Regions from separate parts of the Danio rerio genome. Here region 1 is linked to region 2. Evidence: chromatin contacts called from public Hi-C data. All regions are on one chromosome and are shown on one strand. Each heading gives the region's core, a stretch centred on a gene start, on an enhancer-like site or on the middle of the called end of the contact. The rest is flanking DNA. Distances are from core to core; before and after follow the strand shown. Region 1 holds the start of cpsf1 (cleavage and polyadenylation specific factor 1). Region 2 holds the start of ctdp1 (CTD (carboxy-terminal domain, RNA polymerase II, polypeptide A) phosphatase, subunit 1).

What was found. Hi-C and Micro-C count contacts between places; a contact is called where the count stands out from the background.
Region 1: a Hi-C map of hematopoietic stem cells shows a contact between it and region 2, with 3 times the contacts expected there. The contact joins the promoter of cpsf1 here to the promoter of ctdp1 in region 2. A contact is called at or near these places in 2 of 18 Hi-C or Micro-C datasets (caudal fin and hematopoietic stem cells) and 1 of 4 datasets of contacts at active chromatin or transcription factors (caudal fin).

What each region holds. Positions count from the first base shown.
Region 1 is chr19:13,052,383-13,056,606 of GRCz12tu, forward strand. It overlaps cpsf1 (cleavage and polyadenylation specific factor 1), which reads right to left and starts at 2,090. Exons shown (of 38, transcript NM_001114681.2): 1 at 1,951-2,090; 2 at 1,509-1,680. The coding sequence starts at 1,652.
Region 2 is chr19:12,948,620-12,952,700 of GRCz12tu, forward strand. It overlaps ctdp1 (CTD (carboxy-terminal domain, RNA polymerase II, polypeptide A) phosphatase, subunit 1), which reads right to left and starts at 1,671. Exons shown (of 13, transcript NM_001002873.1): 1 at 1,397-1,671. The coding sequence starts at 1,671.

The DNA.
Region 1 (4,224 bases), core at 840-3,339, 100 kb after region 2:
CACGTTAATATAAACTGCTGTATGGATATCAGCTATGTTAATGTACAAAATAAACCTGATGTAACGATACTATTTTAACATCAGGATTTTTTTTTTTAAAGGACTTATTGTCTTTATATCACCTTAATAAGACTGTGGACACACTATACTGTACCTAAACGCAGTTCTGTCCAAACAGCTTACAAAAGATGATTTTTATCATAGGTCCCCTCTAAAATGATATACTGTCTGCGTGGGTGTTTTATATTATGCAACAAAAACCTTGTAATATATTGGCATTATTACTCATACATCATATTATTTCAAACTACTAAAATTTCAATAAAAGTCACTTTGTTACAATGTAGATTTGAATTTTCAACATCCAAAGTCGACAGTGCAGAGATTCCATAATCCCATAATACAATTCACAACCGTAAATAAACAGAAAACACAAAATACAGAAAGTGTAAAAGATATTTCTACATGTGTATATCTCATGTCACAGCTTCACATAGCAGAGCCCCTAGTTTTTCATGACTTTGCAGTCATCAACAAAAATTTCTGCAATCCTGCTAAATTCTTCATTTAAATGCAAAATAATCACAAAAAATGCAAATAATCTCATAAAACTTCACATTCCAAACATATTATCAAATTATATTTATTTGTTTGCAATTAATTGTTTACTTATAGACGTTGCATACGCAGCGCACATGACGTTTGAGTGTCTCTCGAAAAATGACGTCTCAGCTGCGCCCTCACAATCATTACATTACATGGGGTGGAGGGTTTTGCAGCCTTTGCAGTAAACAGACACGGATGAAGTTTGAGTGTCTTAAATATGGTACTAATTGGGCATTTTGATGCGCTTCAGACTGCAAAAGAATGTGGAAGCAAACATCTAACAAACAGAGCGGTGGAACAGACAGAAACGCAAGCAGCTTGAAATGCTGGAGATTGGTTCAAGGATGACAGCCGCTGGATGAGACCGAATTGAAGGACATTATTTGTGCTGTACATGTATGGCTGGTTTAATGATGTGTGTCAAATTGATAAATGTTTTCGTTTGACTCTTTTCCTGCATGAAAAAAACGCTTCCCTGCCATTGACGAGTTTTACGGCAGTCCGTGATTTAGGTGTATAACAGTGAGAGAAGTCCCAATGCATGTCCTGAGTGAGGTACATGCTATCAGATGCTCTGGGGAGTGACATCTGAGAGAAAGTAAGATCGTGGATAAAAATACGAGTTACACAACCTTTCTTTGGCTTAATCCCTATCACTTAACTGTTTTGATTTGTGTCATTGTGTCCGACTGCACATTTAACATGCTAATATGATAAATAAGATATCAAATATATAAAATCATTATATTTATATCTATATATTTTTTATCACAAAATTGGGCGCAAATATTTGAGAATTACCACCACAAAATCTGTCATTTTATTGCAAACAAATCACACACAAAAACTGAAAAACTAGGGGCTCTGACTAAGATACTGAATCCGTCATTCTCCATCCTCACCTCCACATCATAAATGATCCTGTAGACGTACAGCTGAGATGTTCCTGCCACCACCAAGTTTTTCTCTTGGCTGGAGATGAAGTTGCAGTAAACGGCAAACTCCACTGCGGTGGGCGGGTGAGCCTGACGGTACACCGCGTACATGATGAAGATCAGCGGCTCCTCTCAGCACCTTATGAACCAAACACACAGTCAACACTAACGTAGTGCTTCATGCGTCATGTCTGACTCTTCACAAACTCCACAGCAGCACTTCACATCTTCTAACTGCTCCATAACTGATAAACACATATTTACTGATTTATTGTAGAGAGTTATTGGTTTCCCTTGTCTATTCGAACATGTTGTTGATATTATTTGCACCTCACGCTAATATGCTAGCTAGCTATATTTGACAATAACAAAAGTAAGTGAAGATACGCATAAATAAACTCGAACATACCACAGAATAAGTGTACGATTGTTATGCTCTTTGGCCACTGGGTCTCATGAATGCAGACATTAAAAAGTGCACATTATCAGCACACTGGACAGCACTTTCTCATTCATTACACATCCCAGAACGACTCGCGCTAGAAGTGCGGCGCTCAAACGAGTCCGGTGTGGCCAATGTGCGAAACTTGAGTTCCTGGCGCTTTGTTTGTTGTTACTAGAAAAGATTCAGCTGCGGTAGGAAGTTAACGAGTATTATTTAGAATATGATTATTTATCAAATTATCAATTAATTGTATTTTATTAACGTCTACCACTACTCCAACCCTAAACCCAACCATCACAGTAATGTAAAAACTGCAATTATGATATGTAATATTCACATTATTTATTAAATTACAATTAAAGTGTAATTTTTTTTGCATCTACCCTCAACAAACCCTCACAGTAATGTAAATAATATATATATATATATATATATATATATATATATATATATATATATATATATATATATATATATATATATATATATATATATATATATATATTGTTGTACAGTGTCAAAGAAATTAGGCTAAATTGATGTGTGTAGCTGTAACTTATCCCTTCTAAACTTTAGGCTAAGATGATTAAAGCGCGGTTAAGTTGGTTTTGTTTTCGATATTACTTTAGATCCTTTTAGGGTAAGAGGTTTTTGAGTTATTGCCGTCTATCACTAAATGTGTCAGGAATATCGAAAACAAAACCAACTTAACTGCGCTGATAAAGCGGGTGCTTTCTCAGTCAAACGTAACCTATTTTGAATTTATTATCCCTTCTACCTAAAGCAGGAAATTAATGTTTGTTTGTGGCAAACGCCACCAAAATGAACAAAAACTCCACCACATAATTAAAATAAACCGGCAAAAAAACTCTTGAACAGTTACACGAGCTTCTGTGGTAGCGCTCATTTAGGGATTTGCAGCGCCGTTTACTTTTAACCAATCACACGCGCTGCTGTTGAGTTTAGGATTGAAATAGCCAATCAGAGGCGTTCTGAGTTGACCTCGACTTAAAACGCAGGGCCGTAGCCAGCCTGGATGTTCTTTTTCTCAAAATGTGGACCTTTTTGCAGTTATTCACCCCATTTATAATGTATAAGATATAACACTGTATTTTAGCGATGTTTTAAGCACTATTTTAGCTGCATTGGCTTGTTAGATTGTCATCATAATGACACATTTAATGTACCAAAATATTTCCTAAAGATTTTGAATGAAGAAAAATTAATACTTATTTTTAAAATACAAATTTATTACATTATAAATCATAAAAAAAATTAAATCTGTTAAAGTTTTACATTAAAAACTGTAGCCCAATGTACCCTTAGCCTACAAACTGGCCAGAACATTCAACTGTCCTCAGTCAGAATTTGGCTATTTGAATAATAAAAAAAAATATATATATAACAATAAAGAAAGAGCCTCATGATTTTTCTAGCCTCTCTTGTAAAAAGTATATTTGATTTGATTGAAATTACATGGATATCAATAATAGCCATAGTAGTTTTCAAATAAATTTGCATATAGCATTTTGCTTGGTCTCAAAGCCTTTTTCAATGGATTAATTTCACTATTCATGATGGCATAGCAGTCAAAATGAGACAAATGAGCTCATGTATGGGACAAATTCTGGTCCTTTGTCATGGAGGGGTGGGTCTTTCAAACCACCCGAACCCATCCTGGCTAAGGGCCTGAAATGTAGTATTCTGTAATCATTATAGGGGAATGTAACGAATGATATTTAAAAACATTAAAGATAGGGTAAATAGGGTATATGCCGAAGCATGCTAATAGGACTTTTAATTTGCCAGTTATCTGGGTTAAGCGCTTCCGGTGAAAATCTGCGCGTTAAAGGTCTGTTTTCTTTGAAAAACAGCGATCTCCACTGGCTAAATGGTATCCGATATAAAGTGGGTCTCAGATTGTACAAGAAGCACTGCATTAAATTACATTTTCCCCGCCATGTCTTAATAATATGAGCATTTATTTTACCACAGTATATCCATTAGAGCTTCTGCCCTAGCCTGCCGATCCTGACGGACGAGTAAAAGGCCTTTTGTCTCGTTTTACACTTGAACAATTAAATGAATGCCAAAAGTTTATTTAACTGAATGTATTTCAATTACATTACAACATGAATGCTGTAAAAGCAACCGTATAAAATGAAAAAAAAAAACACAATAACAGATCACCGGACGTTTGGGAACAACACTAGCTTGGCATTTACCCAATTATATTCA
Region 2 (4,081 bases), core at 421-2,920:
TTCATTTTAACAATGAACTCTGTGTGTAAGCTTTATCTGTTTTATATAGTTTGTTTTGCTTATTTAAGCATGTTCTGCATTTAATTCAAGTAATGATTTAAAAGTAAAAATTGTCAAGGCGTCACGTGATTCCAATAAACATGAACTAAAGAAAATAGCACTACCACTAATACTACTACTGCTAAAATAATAATAATAAAATATTATATTTATATATAATGACGACAAAACTCTCATTTCAGTATCAAGGCTGTTTTTGTAACACTGAGCCTGAAAGTCTTTTACATCTATTTCGTACTTGTACATTTTCTGATGATTTTTGGAAACAGGTTTCAGGGTTGACTTTTGATTCATTTAACAAAATAATTCACTTTGACGAATGCATGATTCTTTTTCTAAATTGTAAAACTGGCTATGATACACTCGATACACTCGATAATGAACATTTTTCTTGGGAATTTTCACATATACAAGGCAAAAGTAACGTCTATTACTCCCTCCTTTATTTTTTTTCTGTAAAGATTTAAAAATAGTTTATAATTCTTTGACCTCAATTACATGAAAGCTATAAAAACCTCTCTAATAACGAAAAAAATCTAAACAATCTAATAATTTAAATATGATAAAGCCCCCATATATATAATGTAGTTTTTTTTTAATGTATGTTTTGCATCACTAAGTTTTGTATGACTGTTGTATATGTTATCATATAATCCTTTATGCTTTGTCAGTTATATGCATTAATAAAAATAACTAAAATAATACTTTTCTGGGCTGCTTAATCCCAAAACTTCAAACTTTTTTCAACAACCATGTGGTGCAAAAAAAATAACAATAAGGCACGTGGAAATCCTGGATGACTCTGCACGCTTCTCTTCCACTACTAACGTTAGAGTTCTCTGAATTATTCAGACCGCCTCCATGCTTTCAACGACACACCCTCACTCCAAATCTCCGCCCTCTACAACCGTACCAGCCAATCCGAATGCACCAAACTACAACGCACCAAATGACTGACAGAGAGAGAACGTTTCTGATTGGGTAAAAAGGGCGGGCCGCTCCCCCAACTCTTGTTTTGCCATGTATACACAGAGTTTAGGGGTTATCAGAGCTTATCTCCCAAGATATAATCAGTCATATTTTTCAGTTAATACGAACATTTTATGCCTGGTATAACAACAATCCCGTAAAACACCTTTACATGATATTAAACATGTTTACACCGGGCGCGTGGAAGTTGAGATGCTGCTGTCACGAGCTCAGCGTGAGCGCCAGTGCGCGTGCCACTTTAGCTTAGCGCGAGCACGCTCAGCTCAGAAGCAAGGGTTGGAAATAAAAGCGTAAATGTCAGCCGTGAAATCTGGGATATCAACGGGGTCATGAGAGCGTGTCTTACCCAGGCGCGATGACCTGCCCGAGCTGACAGCACAGTTCCTGCACAACTCCAGCGCGGTCCGACTTGAGCTTCTTTTCGGGCGCTCTGGACTCGCTTTCGGCGGGGATCGGCGCACATACCGCGATCACGGAGTCAACGTTGACCAGAGCTCCGGGTTTCACCTTCCACTCGAGCAGCCGCAGGGGACGAGCTCCTGCGGGGCAGCGGATCTCCGTCACCTGCACCACGGGGCCCTCTGCTGCCGCACCGCCGCCGGAGTCTGCAGGCTCCTCCATCAGGGCTTCAAACTTCAGTCAGAGAGCCGCAGGAAGCGCTTGGGGAGAGTTAATAAAAGTAGTAAATAGCTCTGAAAATAATCCAGAGGCGCGCAGGGAAATGAAGAGATAAAAATGAGCTCTGTTGCAGGACAGGCTGAGACGCAGGTTCACTCTTCCCGCCCGTAAACAGGAAACACAAGGCTGCAGCACGAGCGACACTCTATCCACTTCCGGGAGACTTTAATAACCCTCTTTAAAAAAAAAACTGTCGTTACCCTAGAGTATTCTGTTTTAGTTTGTAATAAAATAATGACAACATTTATGCGCATAAATATTTGGCTAAATATTAAAAAAAACGCGTGAGAAATAGATGAAACATTTAAAGTCAAACTGGTGAAACAGTTACAGTCAAACTGCTGCTTCAGAGAAAATCTGACTTAAGCATTTATAGCAAACTGTTTTTATGCGTCCCCTCCCCCGTTTGAGACAGGCAAACCCCTGGCTTGTGATGTAATCTGATGAAATATCATCATCACACCATCCGCTGTCAGGGGATTAGACCGCGCGTCATCGCAGCATGTAAACATTTAGCTTCATGTGAGGGAGTGATTTCACTTTTGTTTTATTTCGGCTTGAATGTAAAACTTACTCATTCATTTAAAAAGTTACCAAAGAGGATTACTCATTTTGCTGTATATTTCTTTATTACATCAATCTTTCAGATAGCATGGACTCACAGACAGGATTGCACTTGTCCTATGTACAGAGGCGGATATAGTGATTTAGGGGCCCTAGCATTGAAACTTAAAACAGTTTCTTTAAAAAAAAAATAAAACTTTATAGATATTTTTTTCTCTTTATATTCAGGGTTGTGTGTGTGTGTGCGTATAAACTGCATATAAAATTAAATGAAGTAAATTCACAAATAAAAAAACAAGCTCACAAGCTATGTACAGTTAATTAGCCTTACTTGTGATTTGTGATTAGATTTTAATATTTTCTATTAAGTGCAGTATGAATGGAACGTTCCACTTTTCATGGGGGCCCCTGGTTTAGAAAAGAAGTAATAATGGTAAAATCTTAATGGTTCTGAACAGATTTTACAACATATGATAGAAAAAAATTGTAAAATAGCTTTAGGATTATTAAAATAGGCTTCTTGGCATTAGCTGGGAGCCCTTTATTTCCCTGGGGCCCTAAGCAGTTGCTTACCTTGTTGGTTAAGTTCACCCCAGCTATGTACAGTTGATGTCAGCCCTTCTGAATTATTAGACCTCCTGTATATTTTCCTCAGTTTCTGTTTAACAGAGAGAATACATTTTTTTCTTTCTAAAAAGTTTTTATTACTAATTTCTTATAACAGTTCTTTTATCTTTGCCATGACAGTAAATACAGGCCCGTAACCAGCCTGGTGAAAGGGTTGGTTCTTTTTCTTTAAAAAAAAACTGGAAAACTGTAGCTTTTTGCAGTTATATGCCACATTTTCTGTTTAATTAAGAGATTTTAATACTGCATTTTAGTGACATTTTAAGCACTATTTTTAGCTGAATTATCTTGCTGGATGGTCAGCATAACCACACTTTTTGATATACGAAAATATTTCCTAAATTTTTATAATAAAGAAGACAGAATTTGGCTATTTGAATAATAAAAATGAAAACATAATAATAATAATCCGCACCTCCAAGTCTGAGGCCATGGCACTGGAAAAAAACAGGTTTGCCATCTTCAGGTTGAAGGAAAGTCCTTGCTCCAGGTGGAGTTCAAGTATCTTGGGGTTTTGTTTACGAGTAAGGGAAGGATGGAACATGATATTAACAGGTGGATTGGTGCAGCGGCAGCAGTAATGTGGTCAATGTACCAGTCCGTTGTGGTTAAGAAGGAGCTGAGCTGAAAGGCAAAGCTCTCGATTTACCAGTCAGTCTACGTTCCTAATCTTACCTATGGTCATGAGCTTTGGGTCATGACCAAAAAGACAAGATCTCGGATACAAGTGGCCGAAATGAGTTTCCTTCGCAGGGTGGCAGGGCGCACCCTTATAGATGGGGTGAGGAGCTCTGTCACCCAAGAGGAGCTTAGAGTAGAGCTGCTGCTCCTCCACATCGAGAGAAGTCAGCTGTGGTGGCTCGGGCATCTGTTTCGGATGCCTCCTGGACATCTGCTAGGAAGGTGTTCCAGGCATGTCCCACCATAAGGAGGCCTTGGGAAAGACCCAGGACACGCTGGAGGAGCTAATTCACTCACATAAAGAATCTGATCATCATCCACTCGAGAATGACACTAAGAAACTGAAACAAACTATATCCAGAAAAACTTTGGTAACTTTTCTAAACTGCTTCAAAATAACCTACCTGCAAAGCTACAGTACTGTTCAGAGTTTTAGGCACTTGTGTAAACACCCCAAAACACATGCAAATGATACATTTTA